Regions from separate parts of the Ovis aries genome. Here region 1 is linked to region 2. The links are chromatin contacts, called in public Hi-C maps. All regions are on one chromosome and are shown on one strand. Each heading gives the region's core, a stretch centred on a gene start, on an enhancer-like site or on the middle of the called end of the contact. The rest is flanking DNA. Distances are from core to core; before and after follow the strand shown.

The links. Hi-C and Micro-C count contacts between places; a contact is called where the count stands out from the background.
Region 1: a Hi-C map of hypothalamus shows a contact between it and region 2, with 2.5 times the contacts expected there. The contact joins the enhancer-like site here to the promoter of FOXD2 in region 2. A contact is called at or near these places in 5 of 16 Hi-C or Micro-C datasets (hypothalamus, mixed tissues, skin fibroblasts and 1 more).

What each region holds. Positions count from the first base shown.
Region 1 is chr1:22,227,184-22,232,454 of ARS-UI_Ramb_v3.0, forward strand. No RefSeq gene overlaps it. Among named protein-coding and RNA genes, the nearest start is that of TRNAS-GGA, 12 kb to the left of the region's middle. Within about 2 kb of position 1,553, at least 6 of the 54 cell types and tissues checked have an H3K27ac peak or open chromatin away from gene starts, as enhancers often do. A contact at or near this core is called in hypothalamus, where this site is marked.
Region 2 is chr1:21,945,299-21,951,080 of ARS-UI_Ramb_v3.0, forward strand. FOXD2 (forkhead box D2) reads left to right here and starts at 4,022. Exons shown (of 1, transcript XM_012106504.5): 1 at 4,022-5,782. The coding sequence starts at 4,111. The coding sequence ends at 5,571.

The sequences.
Region 1 (5,271 bases), core at 303-2,802, 280 kb after region 2:
TGGGTGGTCTAGGGGCAGAAGGGCAGAATGGGGGTGGGGCAGGGCAGGCCCTGGGTGCGGAAGTATGGGGTCCAAGACCAGGGGTGCGGTGGGGTGGGGAAGGAAGGGGGTGGAATCTGTGTGTGGGGGCTGGTGAGGGCTGGTGCGAAGGGAGAGCTGAGATCAGCACAGGAAGGTTTGGAGGCATCGGGGTAGGAGGGGCCAGCAGATGACGGAATCATGGGAGGGACCAGGAATTTAGGTGGGGGGGCTCTGCCAGGGTGAGGGCACAGACGAAGTCCCCCTCCCTAGACTCTGCTGTCCCAGGTGGCTAGCGGGAAGGGTCCACCGCGTGGCGCTGAGCCCCCTGTATTTTGTGTCTGAGGCTCCAGAACATATGGCCGACCCGTCCCCCCTTCTCCCCCAACCCCCGCCGAAGGGCTGCCATTTGGAACGCATTTACAGACACATGGATTGTTTTTAAGTTAATGCTTTTTAATTCACTCTGTTTCCCAGTTGTCGTTTTTTATTGAAAAGGCGGATTCTGCCGGTGTGTGTTCCTTTGCGGGGGCGGGGTGGGGGTGGGGGGTGCTTCACCAACAGAGATCCGAGGAGAGGCAGAGACAGAGACAAAGGCGGTGCGCGACACCGGGCAAGGAGTCAATAGGGTCAGAGAGCAAGAAAGAAAAGAGACTGGAGACGGGAGCGGGGACAGGGGGACACACAGAGACCCCAGGAAAGGGGAAGGGAGGGCAGAGCAAGTGTGCTGAGAAATCCTGCTCCGGGGGACCCGGGGCGGACCCTGCCACCTCCAGCTAAGGCTCCTGGGGCTTTTCCCGGCTCTCTGGTTCCCTTCCGCGTAGACTAGGCAAGTCGGCCGCAGGGAGTGGACTGGAAGTCGCCACGGACCGAGTACGCAGGACCAGGGGCTTCCAGGGCTAGGGATCCGCGATCCGACAAAGAGGACCGGGGAGTCGGAAGCGTTCCCCTCCTGTCTCCGCAGTTCTCTTAGAGCCGACCCCAATCCTGCGCTGCGGCTCTCCTGGCCTGCTGCGCCGCCTGGGACGGGCGCCCCGACCTCTCGGAGCCCTGGCTCTGCCACCTGTGGACAGAGAGGCCTGCTGCTGGCCGAGGGGCTAAACGGCTCGAGGGCGTGGGGAGCAGAGCTGCGTCAACACCGCGGCTCCGCGGTTAGGGCAGAAATCCTGGGATTTTCGGTCTGGGCCGCTGCCCCGGGGCGGGGGGTGCTGGTGGTGGGGGCTCATGTTTATGCAGGACTGGCGGGGATGGGAGACAGCGGGGCCCGGGCGCTTCCTTCCTTCGCAGCTGAGAACCATTTGGTTCTCCTCCCGCCGCGCCACCGCCCCTCTCCCTTTCCGCGCCAGGTTCGTGCTCAGACGCGTGAGTGTGAACACACACCCGCGGACACACAAAGACGCTCACAGGCCAGCACGTGGCGGAGGTGTAGACGCTGGGTGGAGGCGTGGGTACACAGGCGACGCGAGGTCCTGGGGACTGGGATAGAGCCGGTTCCCTGGGCGGAGAGGGTGCGTTCACCCGGCGCGGCTCTCAGGCCTGGAGCCTACGAACTGAAAAAGCCCGGGATAATTAGAGCTAATTACACGTGTGCACACAGCTGCAGGCGAGGGGGCCGTACGGGCCACCCCTCCCGCGGCCTGACTCCCGCGATCCTGCCCAGCGTGGCGGGAGGGGGGGGGGTGCATCGAGGTGCGGCTCGGAAGAGGCAGGGTGGGGGCCCGCGGGCGGAGAGCCCCCGGCGTCCGGAGTTGGGGTGAGCTCTCTGCCTCCAAAGAGAGGCCCCCATCACACAGCGGATGCGCTGCAGCCAGGGACGCCCAGGAATGGCAGTGTGGCCGAGCTAGAAGATAGGACCAGAATTGGGGTCCGAGTACCCTTGGCCTTAGGCCCAAGGCCTCCGGGCCCAAGCGGGAGGTCCGGACCTTATGGGCTCTTCGGCTTCGATAGTTTCAGACTCCTGAGCACTCCGGTCTCTGCAGAAGGCTCATACGTACCCAGTCGGCAGAGGTCAGTGCTGCCAGGTACCTGAGGCCCCTGGACCAGGAAGGGACAGTCCGGTGCTGGTGTCAGGAGACCATTCCGTGTATGCCCAAATGAGCCACAAGACCCCGAAAGAGCGACCTCTCTGAGCCTTCGTTTGCGCTTCTGTAAAATGAGAATGCGGAGATCCCTGCGTGCTGACTCCGAGGGGCTTCGGATGCAGAGTCCAAGAAGAGTGAGAAAGGGGCGAATTTCTACGTGGGAAGGAGGGTTTACAGTTTGCACTGCTAGTCTGAATGAGCGATCTCATTTTGTGGTTTCAGGAGCCTTTGGCGGACTGGGTTAGAGCAGCATCGGTGGAGGGAGTTGTATTTCTGTGTAAGTGACGCTCAGAGAGGTCGAACGTCTCAGGGGAGGTCACACAGCGGGGAGAGGCAGCTGACTTTCCGGACTTCACATTTCAAATTCAGACTCGGCGCAAGTCTCCTCCACCCCTCCTTGTCGCTCCTGGAACCCGGGCACCCCCCGGCGCTCTGCGGAGCCTGGTTGCTGTGAGTAAGAGTACAGAAAGCGATCTCTCGCGGTGGGTTCCGCCGCCCCAGCTCGCTGTGAGCCCATGGCGCCCCCTTGCGCTCGTGGCCGGAGGCGCACCCGGCTCCTGGCCCGGCCCCTGCCGTCTAGCATCTGACTCCTCCGCCTCTGTTTGCGATGATGCTGGAGAGGGTTGATGAGCTTCAGACAGGGTGACTGGAGGTCACACAGGGATGCGCTTCGTATACCGTGTACTTCGTAAACTGTAAAGCATGGTACGCACTCGGTCCCAGTGTTTGGACACCGCCGCAGTTTTCCATGCGCTTCCACCTCTGTTCTTGAGGTGAGTGAGGCTGGCAGGGCAGGAATTATTTGCAGTCTACAAATGGGGCAGCTGAGACAGACCCACGACCCACAGCCATTCACTGGCAAGGAGTGGAGCCGGCATCCAGGTTGCCTCTGCTTTCCTGCCTCCCATTGCTCCTTGCTCCAGTGGTGGCCTTCTTGTTCTCTTGGAGGTTAAGCAAGAGGACTTTGGAGTTAGATCTGGGTTGGAATTTCATTCTTGTACTGGCTGTGAGATTGCAGTCAAACCACAGAACCTCTCTGGGCATCAGTTCTGAACCTGAACACTGGGATGAGGTGCTTCTCAGACTGTTGGGGGAGGGGTGGATTAATGAGACAGGGGTCAAAGCTTGCAGAGCATGGAGTCAGGCGGCTGGTTCTGGAACAGTAGGTGCTTTCATCAGGGAAGATGGCAACTGCTGTGACTACCCCACTGGAAAGGAGGAGGGGTGGAGGACTGTGCTCCTCCTGGGGTGGATGGTAAGCCTGGCACCTCAGGGGTCTGACCACTTGCTGGGACTTGAGGAGCAGTGGTGGTGGCCTACTGCTCACTGCCTTGCAGTCCACTGACCTTGTCCAGGACCTTAGGCAGGTTCTGGGAGGGCTTCTCCTCATGAGAGGGGACACGCAGGCCCTGAGAAGGAAGAAGCCACTTCCCTAGAGCCACACAAGGAAAGATTTAGGGCTTGCCCCAGACACATGGAGGGTGAGGAGGCCGGGTGAGTGAGGGCTGGGTCTTGGTGGGGAAGTGAGCAAAGGAAGAGGTGGCAGGTAGGGTCCCTGCTCTATAGAAGATCCGAGAGGCTTCCAGGGGGGCAGTCTCCCCCTGGAGGCATCAAGGGGTGACATAGTAGAAAGGCAGGAGACGTATTTGAGGCGGGTGATAGGAACTGAAAGGGCAGTGGAGCTGTTAGCCCCTCCCTCTCTGGGGAGATACTGGGTCTCGGGGGCAAGAACCCTCCTCAGGGTGAACCAAAGCCAGTGTGGGGAAGGTGGGGCTTCCTGAGCTTGCTCAGGGGCAGGTGTCTGGGTGTGGATGTGAGGAACTAGCATCGTTGAGCCCAGTGGTTTGTGATCTTTTGAAGCATCAGGATGAGAGGAGGATTGCTTCCGCTCCTCCAGAGTTTCTCATGCAGGTCTGGCGTTAGAGTTGACATTTCTAACAAGTTCCTGGGTGATGCTGCTGGTCTGGAGACCAATTCTGCGACTCAGAGAACTTACCCTGAGGCTCCAAGGCTCACCAGCTCCATAGTCACAGCACGTGAGTAACTCTTACTCTGATTGGCTTCAGAGAGCACATCCTGGTTTGACCCATCCTCAGAGGTGCAATGTGGCTGGGCCTCCAAGCCCCTTCCTTCTCCCAGTTCCAACGCTGCAATGGCTCAACAAAGAATAACTTCTTCATCTGCCAGATAGAGCAGTCTGGCAGGCTTCCTGGAAGAAGTGGATTGAACTTGAAAGATTAGTAGAGGGGAATTAGGGCAACAGCTGGCTAGAGGCTGAAAGGTGGAGACTGAGACAGAGGAAGACCCTCCAGTGATTATGGGTTGTATGGCAGGGACTTGGGGTTCCTGCTTCAGTCTGCCCCTGAAATACACACAGCCCAGGACTGGGAATGGGGACCAGGGGGACTGTAATAAACACTAAAATGAATGAGCCATTGCCAGCTGGTCTGACTGGGAGAGGCCAGGGTGGCTGTAGCGTCCTTCTGCTGATGGTTCCAACAGAGTCCAGGCAGGACTAGCTTCAGCAGCTGCCCTTCCTGCCTTGGTTTCTCCATCTGAGGAATAAGAGTCATGTGTTTGCCGTTTCCCTGACCTTCCCAAGCTGCCAGCAGGATAATATATGGAAATTGCTTTGACCTCCTGAGAAAAGAGGGTCTCCAGGAATAGAAAGTTCAGCCACTAATCCTGTCCCCCCAGACTTCCCACTAATTCCTGCTTCCGATGTCAGCCTGGCAGGTTGAGTTTAGCAAAAGAAAGAACAACTTAGAGGGCTGATGGTTTTTCTAATGGCCCCAGTTCTCCAAACACGTCCACATGCAATCAACGTGCACACATAGCCTGGTCACAGGCCCACCCTCACCACATCCTTCCCCCATGCTCACTCACACACAGGCCTCCCGCGGAGCAGTCATAATTGTGGAGAATAATTAGAACTAACATTTGCACAGTGCCCTGCCGTTGACAGAGCAGTTCCACCCTGTACTTTTGTTTAATCCTCACAACAACTGGAGAGGCAGGGATTATTGCTATTATTAACTGAGGCTCAGAGAGGTTAAGTGACTTGCCCAAGGTTGCTCAGCTAGTAAATGATAGGCATGGCTCCAACTTGGGTCTCCTGGCTCTAAACGCTCTCCTCTTTCTGCTGCGCCATGCTCCTTGCTCCATGCTTTCA
Region 2 (5,782 bases), core at 2,772-5,271:
GCGCGGTAGCTTGCCTAGGTTTGTGAGTAAAATCAGAGAAGCGTGGAAGCGTGGGGTCCCCTGCCTGGCTCAGGCGGCGCTTTGCAGCGGGTCTGCACCGAGGGGCGGACCTCCGCGCTCACCGCATGCGAACCGCGGGAAGGCCGCGGGAGAGCTCTGCGCCGGCGCCGCTCGTGGCCGGTTTCGTGATGACAATCATATTCTAACAATCATCCGAGATCTCTCCTTTCCCCTCAGCCGAGAAGAGCACGTCTACAGGGGCCAGAAGAAGGGCAGGGAGGAGCCCTAAGGGGAAGGACGCTATGGACAGCGGCGCAGAGCAACAAACAAGCAACAGCCTCTGGTCGGTGCTCCGAACATTTCCGAGTGGAAAATTCCCTGGATCAGCGCCCGCCACCCCCGCCCCCACGCTTTCTCTCAATCCTTTCTGGGCTGCTCGAGAAAGGTGGCTAAATAGTGAGACGGAGAAGAGGCTGAGAACTACCAGTGACATTGTAACCAAGACCCGCACAATCTGTCGCCTCCTGCTTCTTGGAGGCTGCAGGCATGGGTGCTGAAAGCCTAGACTTCTGTCAGCACCCAGGCTTTCGCGGCGGGGAGTAACAGACACACCCAAGGACGCACACACGACCCAGAGACGTCGTCGAAGAAGCAGAGCCTGCAGGCAGGAAAGGCTGGAGCCACGACAGAAGGGCAGAAAACTAAACGAATCCCGAATATTGGGTCACCATTCTCCCAGCCCCAGAGCACCTATTCCTGGTATTGTTCAAAACAAATTTGGCCAGAGCTTTGGGAGGAGTGAGAAGCTCCCAGAAACACCTCCCCAGGCAAGCGCTGAGCTTGGGTCAGGTGTTAAGCAGGCGTTATTTGAATAAATAGAAGAGTTCTAGTCTGGGAGCCTGGACACCTGGACCCAACCCAACGGAAGGGCCCTTCAAAAAGCCTAACAAGTCACGTGATCTCCTTGGACTGTTTCCACTCTTACAACTGTGTGTTCTGAAGAATCTGGAGGATTTTTAAAGAATCACCTTGCAGAACAGGGTTGAGGGGGCCACGTCTTCTTTCCTTGACCTGAGTTTCAGCAGAATGGAGGGTGAAGCAGGGTCAGGCAGAGGTGTGGGCTGGTGGCTGCAGCTGCTCTGTAGAAGGTGGAGTCTTGACTGCAGCAAGAATCAGGATATTTGGGCAGCAAACGCCTCAGTTAGTTTTACCCTGAACTTGGGCAGGGGCCTGGAGTGAGGGGAACCAGGAGAGAGTGCTGGCAAAGAAAGAAGCTACTGGTTCATATTTGCCATTTTAGAATTAAAGGACATTTAGAAAGTGAGATGGAGAAGGATGATGCCAGTGTTGTTTTTCTCTCTCCATTTACTTAGACATTACCAGAGCTCAGCTTGGTTGGAGCTGCTGTGTATGTAGTGGATGGTATGGGGTGTCTGTGAGTGTCAGTGAGAGGTCCCTGTAGTCATGAGCAAGCTTGGAGATTGCATAGGTTTGCCAGATAAAATACATCTGGTAAATCTAGCAACCCTGGGTATGTGAGTTCATCTGGACTCATGCAAATACCTGTCCCCAAGGCCTTCATTTGCTTCCTGGGGGCCCCAACACCTATGAAATTCTGATTCCAGGGCCACTAGTCTCTGTCCAATTTCTTGATTATGGTTTGAGGACTGGAGCACTTCTCTTTTCCCAAGGACAGTCTTTGCTGCGGACCCAGCACACTAGGTGGATCCCCTTGGTCTGAAGCCCCAGATGGGGCTGCCCAGCAGACTTGCTCTCACAGGATATGAGCAGCCAGATCTGCCTTCCACTCTCTTCTGCTCTTAGCTGAATCACTGGGGAAGATGGAGAACTCTTATTATGAGGATTCCATGACAAGGGTTGCACCCAGCCGTGCTTTTTCATGTCTGGAGACTAGTCCCCCTGCCTCCTGGGCATCTGTTGTCCCACCTGTGGAATACACTAGAACGGAGACTGCTGTTGGGTGAAAGATTTCATCCACTCTCACATGACCCTGCTGAGATATAGCCTGCAGGGCGGATAAATCCCTTCTACTCTGCCCCCAGTACTATCTACAGAAAGCCTAGTTCAGCAGGGTGACTGGAGAGGACTATTAATAGACAGCAGCCATGTAACCCAGCCCAGGGCTAGAAGGGGGTATGAGATCCAGATGGGAGACTACACTGCTCTGAACCCCCGTCTCCCCAGGAGTCTGCAAAGTGCCTTCAATATCCTCCTTTGTTGTGGCTACTTTTACATATTAATCAGGGGGTGGATGTTTTTAATCTCATTTTTACAGAGGAAGAAACACAAAATACAAAGAGCAGGTAAGGACTGAAGCCAGCACTGGGATCCCAGCAGGCTGGCTCCAGGGTCTTTGCTCTTAACTACTGTTTAGAGCCGCAAACTGAGGCGGCGGGTAGGGGTGGAGAAGGACTAGCTGACAGCCCTACAGTCTGCGACAGCTGAGCGCAGCTGGGCTCGCGGCCCGCATGCCTGAGCTTTGACCACTATGGGGCGCTGTCGGGGCAGCAGCCGGTCCATCGGCTCTGTACTTGATTACGTCCAGTGCCCATCTCCCCTGTCATCCCCAGAGGTTGAGACGGCCCCAGTCTCAATTGGGAGTTACTGGTTGCTGGAGGGAGGCCAGGAGAGAAGTCCTAACGGTATGGCCAGGAACCCAGCTGATGAAAAAAAAGCACGGAACCAACATTGTGTGCACAGGATTGTGAAAGCTGAAGGCAACACTGGCTTGCGGTTGAGGTCAGGGTTCATTGACAGAGGTCTCGGCGCTGCCTGTTGGTAGAGCCTGCAAGTCCGGCGAGAGAAGGGGGAAGGGAGAAGGAACGTAGGTGGCTCTGTAGTGAGACTGGGGGTGGGAGAAACAGGGAAATTGAGAAAGAGATTCTCAGACGGACGAATAGAAATCCAGATAAATGCAGGGTTTCCACAGAAAACAGAGGCAGAGATTCACCGAGAGCTAGAGAAACACAGTCACAGAGCTTGAGTGCGACAAACGGGTACCAAGACAGAAAAAGATCGGATACAGGCAAACTCAGAGATGGGCCGGTCCGCGCTCTCGAAAGACGACCGAAGCGCCCCAGAAAAGCTTTCGGAAAGCGGGCAACGGGCACGCGACGCGCTCCCTGGGTCCGCGCGCACAGTCTCCCATCTGGAGTCCCGCGGTGTGGCAAGGGGATGGGGTCCCCTTGAGGCGGGGTCCAGGCCTTGGAGGGGAAGACAGGGGCGCAGCCAGAATCGCTCACCTCTCCGAGGCCCGAGGCTGAGAACGCCAACTTTGTTCCTTGCGATCACTTAAGCGCGTCTCGCCTTGGGCCGGAAGCCGCTCGGGTTCCTTCGGGCCCCGCTCTGGCGGCTTTGGTCCCGGCGTCTCAGGCTCCGCTGGTGCGGCTCCAACCGCGCTTCGGCCTCGGTGGCCCGGGCGCTGCCTTGGGGAGATGACGGGTGGGGGACTATCGCTGCTGCTCCCAGCTCCAGCTGGCACCCGCGTGAACCCTTACCATCCAGGGCTGAGCGCAGTGAAGGCAGCGGCTCCAGGGAGCGAGGGTTTGCGGGATGGGCTAGAGGAGGATCTGCCTCCGGCCACCCGAGCAGCGCTCCCGCGGCGGCGGCTGTTTGTTCCCGCCGGGCCCCTCCGCCGAGGCGCTCTGCCCGCCCCCGCCAGCCCCACCCCGCTCGGGGAGCTCCGCCCCGGACTCGCGCTCTTCCGCCTTAAGCTGCCGCCAAGCGGGAGGGACTAATCCCCAGACCTCTCCAGCCCGGGGCGGGGGAGGGGGGGCTAGGGGCCAAGAGCGGCAGAGTAAGGGGGGGCGCCTCAGCTTCTTCCGCCCGCGCCCTGGGCGCTGCCCCCGGCTCGGGCTCCCGGGGCAGCCGAGAGAGCCGTCGCCAGTAGGGTACTCACCGAGAGATGAGAGCGGCAGAGTGAACCACGAGGGGGCGCTGCAGAGCTGGGGGACACCCCTCCCCGCCAGTCCTCAGTCCCCCGCCCCCTCCCCGCCCGCGCGCAAAACACACTCGCCCCAGAGGCAGCGCGGCGGAGCCCGAGCCGCGGCCGGAGCGGAGCCGGAGAGCGGCGGTGGCGGCGGCGGCACCATGACCCTGGGCAGCTGCTGCTGCGAGATCATGTCCTCCGAGAGCTCCCCGGCCGCACTGTCCGAGGCCGACGCAGATATAGACGTGGTGGGCGGCGGCGGCGGCAGCAGCGGTGGGGGGGAGCTCCCTGCCCGCTCTGGGCCCCGCGCCCCCCGGGACGTGCTCCCCCACGGCCCCGAGCTTCCCCCGGAGGAAGCCGCGGGGGAAGCCGTGGAGGACGAGGAGGAGTCCGGTGGCTGCTCGGACGGCGAGCCCCGCGCTCTAGCGCCCCGAGGGGCGGCGGCCGCAGCGGGAAGCCCCGGGCCAGTCTCGGCGGCGGCCCGGGGCGCGGCGGGGCCCGGGCCAGGACCGCCGTCGGGGGGCGCGGCAACTCGGAGCCCCCTGGTGAAGCCGCCCTACTCGTACATCGCGCTCATCACCATGGCCATCCTGCAGAGCCCCAAGAAGCGCCTGACGCTGAGCGAGATCTGCGAGTTCATCAGCGGCCGCTTCCCCTACTACCGGGAGAAGTTCCCCGCCTGGCAGAACAGCATCCGCCACAACCTCTCGCTCAACGACTGCTTCGTCAAGATCCCCCGCGAGCCGGGCAACCCGGGCAAAGGCAACTACTGGACGCTCGACCCGGAGTCGGCCGACATGTTCGACAACGGCAGCTTCCTGCGGCGCCGCAAGCGCTTCAAGCGGCAGCCGCTGCCGCCGCCGCATCCACACACGCACCCGCACCCCGAGCTGCTGTTGCGCGGCGGGGCTGCAGCGGCGGGGGACCCCGGCGCCTTCCTGCCGGGCTTCGCGGCTTACGGAGCCTATGGCTACGGCTACGGGCTGGCGCTCCCGGCCTACGGCGCACCCCCGCCGGGCCCAGCCCCGCACCCGCATCCACACCCGCACGCCTTTGCTTTTGCCGCCGCCGCCGCCCCTTGCCAGCTGTCGGTACCCCCGGGCCGTGCCGCGGCGCCTCCACCCGGACCTCCGACGGCCTCGGTGTTCGCGAGCGCAGCCTCGGCTCCGGCCCCTGCGCCTGCTCCGAGCGCAGGGTCGGGCCCGGGCCCCTCGGGCCTGCCAGCCTTCCTGGGCGCGGAGCTTGGCTGCGCCAAAGCCTTCTACCCCGCGTCCCTGAGCCCTCCCGCAGCAGGCACCGCACTCCTGCGCCCAGGCCTCAAGACGGACGCGGGTGGAGGGGGCGCCGGGGCCGGGCAGAGGCCTTCCTTCTCTATAGACCACATTATGGGCCACGGTGGCGGCGGGGCAGCACCCCCGGGCGCCGGCGAGGGCTCCCCAGGGTCGCCGTTCTCGGCGGCGGCGGGTCCTGGGGGTCAGGCCCAGGTCTTGGCCATGCTGACTGCCCCGGCCCTGGCTCCAGTGGCCGGCCACGTTCGCCTCTCGCACCACGGGGACGCTCTCCTGTCCTCAGGGCCCCCGTTTGCCGGCAAAGTCGCAGGCCTCAGTGGCTGCCACTTCTGACCGTGTCGGGATCCGGGCCACTTTGAGCCCGCACTCCTCAGTCTCTCCAGGAGCTCCTGCGGTCCCAGCGGAACTCAGGGAGTCTATTTATGAAGAGTCTCCAGACCTTGGGCCGGCGCCCGTGGTTCCACGCTCGGAATCTCTCCGACAGTTGGGACGAAGCGGGCTTCATCGCTCAGGAAGAGGCCCGGGTCTACGCGACGAGGTCGCT